Linked DNA regions of Sus scrofa: region 2 is linked to region 1. The links are chromatin contacts, called in public HiChIP or PLAC-seq maps. All regions are on one chromosome and are shown on one strand. Each heading gives the region's core, a stretch centred on a gene start, on an enhancer-like site or on the middle of the called end of the contact. The rest is flanking DNA. Distances are from core to core; before and after follow the strand shown. Region 1 holds the start of TMEM67 (meckelin). Region 2 holds the start of FAM92A (protein FAM92A1).

What was found. HiChIP or PLAC-seq counts read pairs in DNA pulled down with a chosen protein or histone mark.
Region 2: an H3K27ac HiChIP or PLAC-seq map of skeletal muscle shows a contact between it and region 1. The contact joins the promoter of FAM92A here to the promoter of TMEM67 in region 1. A contact is called at or near these places in 1 of 5 promoter capture datasets (liver), 12 of 47 Hi-C or Micro-C datasets (adipocytes, fetal heart ventricle, heart right ventricle and 6 more) and 2 of 2 datasets of contacts at active chromatin or transcription factors (alveolar macrophages and skeletal muscle).

The regions. Positions count from the first base shown.
Region 1 is chr4:42,928,900-42,932,870 of Sscrofa11.1, reverse strand. TMEM67 (meckelin) reads left to right here and starts at 1,765. Exons shown (of 28, transcript XM_021089109.1): 1 at 1,765-1,855; 2 at 1,947-2,037. The coding sequence starts at 1,787.
Region 2 is chr4:42,983,420-42,987,390 of Sscrofa11.1, reverse strand. It overlaps FAM92A (protein FAM92A1), which reads left to right and starts at 1,909. Exons shown (of 9, transcript XM_005662973.3): 1 at 1,909-2,071; 2 at 2,610-2,844. The coding sequence starts at 2,046. It overlaps LOC102158348 (a long non-coding RNA gene), which reads right to left and starts at 1,819. Exons shown (of 3, transcript XR_302908.3): 1 at 1,638-1,819.

The DNA of each region.
Region 1 (3,971 bases), core at 516-3,015:
CACACATATTGAGAATATTACATACATGTATTCCCTTAATAGTGATAAATCATTGTTTTTATTACAAAGTTTGTGTTTTTCTGAGAAAGCCAAAAGTCATTTCAAGCTAACACTAACACTAACACTGATGAATAAGGTGTCTTCAAAATATGCCAGCTTTTACTGGGTGTGGGAGGGGGACAAAATACAACAATAAAATAAATAGAATACAACAGAAGCAGAAAGGGAATGTAAATATTAAAATGTAATTTTTTCTTTTATGACCCAGATACTGGCTTTGAGGACAATTCTAAAATGTTTGGGGGCCGAGAGCCTCCAAGTGCTTGATTTTTTTGTCTTTGGGGGGGGGGCACCCACAGCATATGGAGGTTCCCAGGCTATTGGTTGCATCGGAGCTACAGCTGCTGGCCTACACCACAGCCACAGAATTGCTGGATTGGGGCCACATCTGTGACCTACACCTCAGCTTGCAGCAAGGCTAGATCCTTAGCCCACTGAGCAAGGCCAGGGATGGAACCAGCAACCTCATGATTGCTAGTCAAATTTGCCTACGCTGTGCCACAAAGGGAACTCCTAAGGGTGCCTATTTTGAAAGACAATATTCACTTATGTGTACATTTGATTAAAAAAATAGATTCCTTTTTTTTTTATTCACAACTGGAGTAAAGATGATCTCATCTTCTATACATGATTTCTTATGCTCAAAAAAAAGAAGACAGGAGTTCCCATCGTGGTGCAGTGGTTAACGAATCCGACTGGGAACCATGAGGTTGCAGGTTCGATCCCTGGCCTGGCTCAGTGGGTTAAGGATCCGGCGTTGCCGTGACCTGTGGTATAGGTTGCAGACACGGCTGGGGTCCTGCGTTGCTGTGGCTCTGGTGTAGACTGGTGGCTACAGCTCCGCTCAGACCCCTAGCCTGGGATCCTCTATATGCTGCGGGAGCGGCCCTAGAAAAAGGTAAAAAGACAAAAAAAAAAAAAAGAAAAAAAAAAAAAAAAGAAAGAAAGAAAAAACACAAAGAAAGTTCCGTCAGTAAAGATCTTTTTTTAGTGCCAATCTTCCGACATTGCATATTTCAAATCAGTGTTTTTCCTTTTTTGACGAAGGTATTTTTGACAAATTCATTGTTGAGATGTCTCTTTTAATACGATAATGACCTACTGTGTATAAATTTTTTTTTTTTTTTTTTTTTTTTTTGAGGGCTGGCACTCATGGCATCTGGAGGTTCCCAGGCTAGCGGTCCAATCTGAGCTGTAACCGCTGGCCTACCGCGCAATCACAGCAATGGGCCAGATCTGAGAGGCGTCTGCGACCTACGTCACAGCTCAGGAACCTGGATCCTTAACCCACTTAGTGAGGCCAGAGATAGAACCTACGTCCTCATGGATGCTAGTAAGATTTGTTTCCGCTGTGCTACAACGGGAACTCTGACTTACTCTGCATAAATTTTGATGTAAATGTCATTTAACAGATTAATGAAATAACACTCAGTTTGTGTGCTAAAATCAGATAATTTCTTTGCTGTGCTATTCTATTTCGCGACCTCCTAAATTAACTTCGCGTCCTGATAATAGGTGGCATAGCAGAGTTTGAAGCAAACATTTTAAACAGCCTGTCGCGCCTGCCAGGCTCCCGCGTTAGCTTGCATGTAACCCAGACCAGGCAGCTTCCCGCGGCTTTGGTAACCTAGCAACCAGGCAGCAGTGGCCGACACTTCCGGAATCCGGGCCTCAGTTGTCCAATCAGCTCTGCAAAGTCGTCGCGGAGGCTGATGGGGCGCGTATAATGCGCGGCCCGCTAGCGTCTCACCATGGTGACGGGCAGCTGTGGTCCTGGGGTGGCAATGGCCGCCAGGTCTGTCCGCTCCGTAGCGACTGTGACCGTATTCCTCTTATTGGTAGTGCCTCGAGTCTCACAGACTCAGACCTTCTTTTTCCCTTTCCAGCAACCAGAGACATGCGGTCACAACCAGTACTTCGATATCTCCGCGCTCTCCTGTGTGCCGTGTGGAGCTAACCAGATGCAGGATGCCGGAGGTGAGATGGCTCCGGGTGGGCCCTGGCTAAAGTACCACTCCCACCTTGGCTCTGTCCCCAGACCCCAGGGTCGTCGAAACACCTTTTCGTCTGCGGAAAGAATATTTCAGAAAGGTTAACTGCCAACAGCCGAGAGAAGGGTTTCCTTGGAGGATTGCAACTTGCGCACAACATATGAGGATGAGGAAACCCTGGTCCGTAGGCCGTTGCCAGTAATTAATTTCTTGTCTCCATTCCCCTACTCCTTATCCGGGAAGTCTTTTAGGGAGGCACCTGAAAAAACTGAATAAGGTGAAAAAGCAGGTGACAGGACAAATTGGGGAGGGAATACAAATTAGGGCTTGTACATTTTGATCGCTTTTTTCCTTGCTTTTCAAATCCCAGAAGTTTCGAGCTGGAAAAGATCTTAAGCATAATCAGGCCCAGCCTTCTCATTTTACAGATAAGGAAATGAATGACCCTCAGTCTCAACCTATGTATTTCCACTATACAGTATGTCAGTAATATTATAAATTTTCTTAGGATCTAGCCCTTTTAGTGTTGAATATTACTAATTGCCCTTGAGGTCTCTTTAAATTAAGCTTTTTTTTTTTTTTCTTCTTGAAACGTTTATCATTTGGTCCCTGGTTGTCCTCACTAAAACTGCTCAGAATAAGTATTTCCGTATTCTGAAGTCAAGGATTTTTTTTTTTTGTCTTTTTGCCATTTCTTGGGCTGCTCCTGCGGCATATGGAGTTTCCCAGGCTAGGGGTCTAATCGGAGCTGTAGCTGCCAGCCTATACCAGAGCCACAGCAACGCGGGATCCGAGCTGCATCCGCAACCTACACCACAGCTCATGGCAACGCCGGATCGTCAACCCACTGAGCAAGGGCAGGGATCGAACCCGCAACCTCCTGATTCCTAGTCGGATTCGTTAACCACTGCGCCACGACGGGAACTCCTGAAGTCAAGGATGTTTTTAATCTCCACTTGATCACCCATGGCATTAACTTTCTGCCATCTTCAAATTTTATATGTCCTTATAAAATAATCCTGTAGGACAGGTCAGGTAAGAAAAGATGAATGAGAAAGCGTTTCCCGGACTTTAAAGCGTAAGGGTTAGTTTCATAGTTATGAACCCTAGTATGATAAGCATTCTACTATATGTATACCTATGGATGTTGTATCCACTTAATGCCTTTTTAGAGAGTGCTGTCCTAACCTATCCATCAGGTCGAATAGTGATTATCTTATAAAATTTACTGTCTTTCCAAACAGAGGAAAACAATGACTTATTTGAATAAAGATAACTTTCCTAATAAGGTTTTGTTTTGACCAGGTAAATTTGAATTCATTGAGTATATATGTGTATGGTTGGGTAGAATAGAAGTGTAAAAATTCCAGAATTCCTGTTGTGGCTCAGCAAGTTACAAACCTGACTAGTATCCATGAGGACATGGGTTCGATCCCTGGCCTCGTTCAGTGGGTTAAGGATCTGCTGTTGCCATGGGCTGTAGTGTAGGCTGGCAGCTCCAGCTCTGATTCGACCCCTAGCCCAGGAACTTCCATATGCTGCAAGTCCATCCCTAAAAAGAAAAAAGAAAGTGTAAAATTTGCCATAGCAGTTAATCAAGAGTTTGATTTTATGTTTAATAGTTATAACTTAATAGTTTGCTTATGCTTGCACTTGCACCTAAAATGGTAGCAAACACAATATCTACTGTGCGCCAGGCATATTCTAAGATGTTTACGTATAATAACTAATTTAATACTCTTATTAACCCCATGAGGTAAGTATTGTTGTCCTCATTTTACCAAATTGGAACCCAAGGCACAGAGCAGTTTGGTACCTTGGTCAGAGTCACACAACTAAGTAGCAGAATCAAGATTAGAACCCAGGCAGTATTGGCTCCACTGTCTTGCTCTCAACTACTGATTCTGAAGATTTTAAGAA
Region 2 (3,971 bases), core at 660-3,159, 54 kb before region 1:
CAAACATTCAGACCCATCTAGCTTTGAAAGGTTGGCATGGTCTGATCCACATTTTTTATTTTGCATTGCAATATGTAAATATGGACATGGAGAGACCAGTAAGGAGGGTTTGTAGCAAAGGTGAATGATGATAGTAGCCTGGATTGTGGTGATGTAGAAACGAAGAAAGGAACAATTGAAGATACGTTTTGTGGAGGTAGGACAGATGGGAACTGCCAGTGTGCCTGGGAAAAAGGAAGGATGAGTGCTAGGGTTTTGACCTGAACCATCAGCTGGTGGGTGGTACCATTTTCTGAAACATGGAAGCTGGGGGAGAAATGGGAATGGGGTTGGGGGAAGGGCAATTTGCCTCTACTGTCCCTCTCTCTGATCTGTTTTTTCTTCCCTCTTCACTTCCCAATCTTTGGATCTCAGCTCAAACGTCACTTTAGCAACAAAGCCCTTTCCCCATATAATTTAAACCAAACATCAATATTCAGTATATGCTCTCTGTGTCATATACTTTTCCTTAGTCCCTGTGTTACATTGCAAAAGTGGCCACAAACATGTTGCCTCTGTTGCCCCTGCTGCCCCTGCTCACAGCCTTCCTACCAGAAGACTTGGGAGTAAGACCGTCCTGGCTCATCCAGCCACCAGCTGAGCAGAAAAGTATGAAGGAGGCCAGCTGAGCAGACCCAAGCAGAAGAACCACCCAGGTCACTCACCGAATCCAGAGTTAGCTAAAGGACTGTTGTAAGCCACAAGGTTTTGTGGTGGTTTGCTACACAGCAAAATCCGATACAGTAGCACACACCTCAGATGCAACTGTACCTGTGTTTGTTTGATTAGTGACTATCCCTCAGAGGAGACTGTGAGCTCTATAAGAGCAAGGACTGATTTCAGGTTACCACGCCCTGCTCAGAGACCAGCATAATACCTGGACATACCTGGTACCTAATGGGTAACCTGCTGAATGAATGAAGGGAAGAGAGAGGAACACATTAGAATGCCAGAGAACAGAAGTTCCAAAACACCTGTTTGTCCAAAACAAACTTTCATCAACCCAAGACACTGAGGAATAGGAGACTAAGATAGCATTTCCTCTGCCTCCAAGATCTCAAAGTCTAGACAACAGAGTCGGTACAAAATCAACAGTCTGATTCTACACTGGATGGGACCCTAATGCTGTCTGGTGTGTGGAAGTTGTTAAGGGAGGTTTCTTGGGATAAATAAAGCCTAGATTTAGTCCCAAAGATGTTTACCTAGAAGAGCGGCATAAACGAAGGCCAAGGACAACGGTTTTCAAAGGCAAGTGAAAGGCTCCTGTTCGTTATTTCTCTAAGAAAATATTAAGGTTTAAGCGTCTGTCTCATCAAATTCTAAGGTCCTTCAGGGCGAGGGTGGGGGTGTTATCTTCTAATCTTTGCATCATTCCCAGTGTTTAATATTATCTTTTCCACAAAATGGGAACTCAGTTAATATTCGTTAGATAAATGAAAAGCTAAAGACGAGGTGGAAAGCACCGCTCCTTCCAAGAGCCCACACTTTCATATTCAACACAAAGAGATGGAAGTTGCGCTTTTGTTCTAAGACTCAACATCGCATAAGCAGAAACTAGACCCCAATGGCCTTCAGTTTTACGTCTCCCTCCTCGTTACCGGTTGACTAGCTTTTTTCCTGAATTGCTCGCAGTCCAGCTCGTTGGGACCGAGACGGGCATCTGGTAAGCTGAGCTCTGCAGCGGTAGGAGAGGCCCGGCAGCCGCACGCCTTCCACGTTCCAGAGACACTCTCCGCAGGCAGAAGCTCACGGGCGGACGCGCCGGGCCGTGGGCGAGAGCGGGCCTGGGGCCTGTTGCTCCCTCCTGAAGATTGGCCCGCCCCGCGCCCTCGCCGCGCTCCCGACGCGGCGGAGGACGCGCGCCGCGTTGCCGTGGAAACGCCGGGGCCTGCGCTGCGGCGCGCGGGGCGGGTTCTCGGGCTCACGCGCCCCTGCGCACGCCCGGGCGCCTTTGAGCCCCAGTCGTTGGGCCCCAGCCCGGGGTCTCCGGCTGTGCGCGAGGCAAGATGTTGAGGCGCAGCTTGGAAAACCGGTAACAGCCCCCGGGCTGCAGCGGCAGAGGGTCTCCCACACTCGAGGGCTCGCGTTGGGGAGAAAAGCCTCTCTCCGTGAGCCTCCGCGACGAGTTCCGGCCCTGGTCCGGGAGCTGGAGCGTCCCTGCCGCGCTCTGGGGCCTACCTCGGTGGGCTGCGGTGAGCCCCGGCGGCCAACCCTCCACGCTCCCCGGGCGCCGGCCCCCGCGGTGCCGCGAACAGTGCAGACGCCTGGAGGCAGCCGGGCGTCCGGGACGCGCAGTGCGGAACTGCCAGGCTCCCGCCACCCGCGCCGCGGCGCCGCCGGCCAGGGGCCAGGCCTCTTCCAGCGCCTGTACTGTGGGATATTGAGGTCAGGCCCGGAATGGGGACCTATAGGAGGCGGCTCCACCTTGGGAGATGGTGGGATCATTGAAGGTTTGCGCCTTCAAAGCTGCAAAATGCCTCGGGAATGTTAGTATATCGAATTAACGTGAGGATGAAACCATCTCATCCCAAATGAGAATGATTTCCTTTTTGTGTCACCTCTTTCTCTAGGGACGCTCAAACGAAACAACTGCAAGATGCCGTCACAAACGTGGAGAAGCATTTTGGAGAACTGTGCCAAATCTTTGCTGCTTATGTGCGGAAAACTGCCAGACTGCGAGACAAAGCAGACCTCCTGGTGAATGAAATCAACGTATATGCCTCCACAGAGACCCCAAATTTAAAGCAGGGCCTGAAAAACTTTGCTGACGAGTTTGCCAAACTTCAGGATTATCGACAAGCAGAGGTATGGAGTTGAGGTCACGGCGTCATATTATGAATGAACCCTGAAGTAGTGGACGGAGGAGCCTTGAAGACTTGTAATCTACCTAACTGCAGTGGCAAACGCACTTGATGATAAACGTACATTTTCATGTCAGTAACACTGTGTGAGTCTATTAAAGGGAAGCTTCCTGTGATTTTACTGTTTTCAAACTAAACTCGAGGGTGTCTTGAAGTCCTGAATTTGTGCCCACCTCATTTGCCAACTTTTGGCCAAGGGGTGGCTATTTACAGGGGGTGGTAAACATAGTACCTATGGGAAGAAAAGCAGCATGACTTGTGTCTTATGTGCAGGTAGGTATGTTTTATTTATTTATTTATTTATTTTATTTTTTGCTTTTTAGGGCCGCACCCGAGGCATATGGAGGGTCCCAGGCTAGGGGTGAAATGGGAGCTGTAGCTGCCAGCCTAAGCCACAGCCACGCAGGATCCCAGCAGGCTGGGACCTACACCACTGCTTGTGGCAATGTGGGATCCTTAACCCATCTAAGCAAGGCCAGGGATGGAACCTGCATCCTCATGGATGCTAGTCAGATTCGTTAACCACTGAGCCGGGAACTCCCAGGTAGGTGTATTTTAAAGTATGTCTGGAGATGCAGAGTGCTGGGAACAGTAACTTGAGAGATTAAGTAGTAAATGGACAAGAGATCTTTCCTGCTGCTTCCATGCTCTGGAAAGGTGACCAGTGTTTCATTGAAAGGAAAAGAAAAGTGCACTGATTTATATTATGCATGCAGATTAGTGAAATTTTGTGGAGTTTTTTGTTGTTGTTTTGCTTTTGGGGTAGGGGAGAGGGAATAAGGTGGTATTGTAATTGTTTTCTTTCTAAAAGCCCATTTACTTCAGTACCTCATAAACACTTTCACTTGTATTTAATTTAGGATTCAAGATACAGGTCAGAAGTTTTAACTTTAACTTCTAACTTGTTAGAAGTTGCCCAATTAGAGCTGTGTTGCTTCTTTTGTACTTTTCTCATCAGTGCCTTTGGTCCTTTTTGAAAAGCCTAAAGCAGAAATTTCAATTATCAAAAAAATCCCTCAAAATCAAAAAGAACATAATGATCTTTGAACCTATAACTGCTAATCATACAGA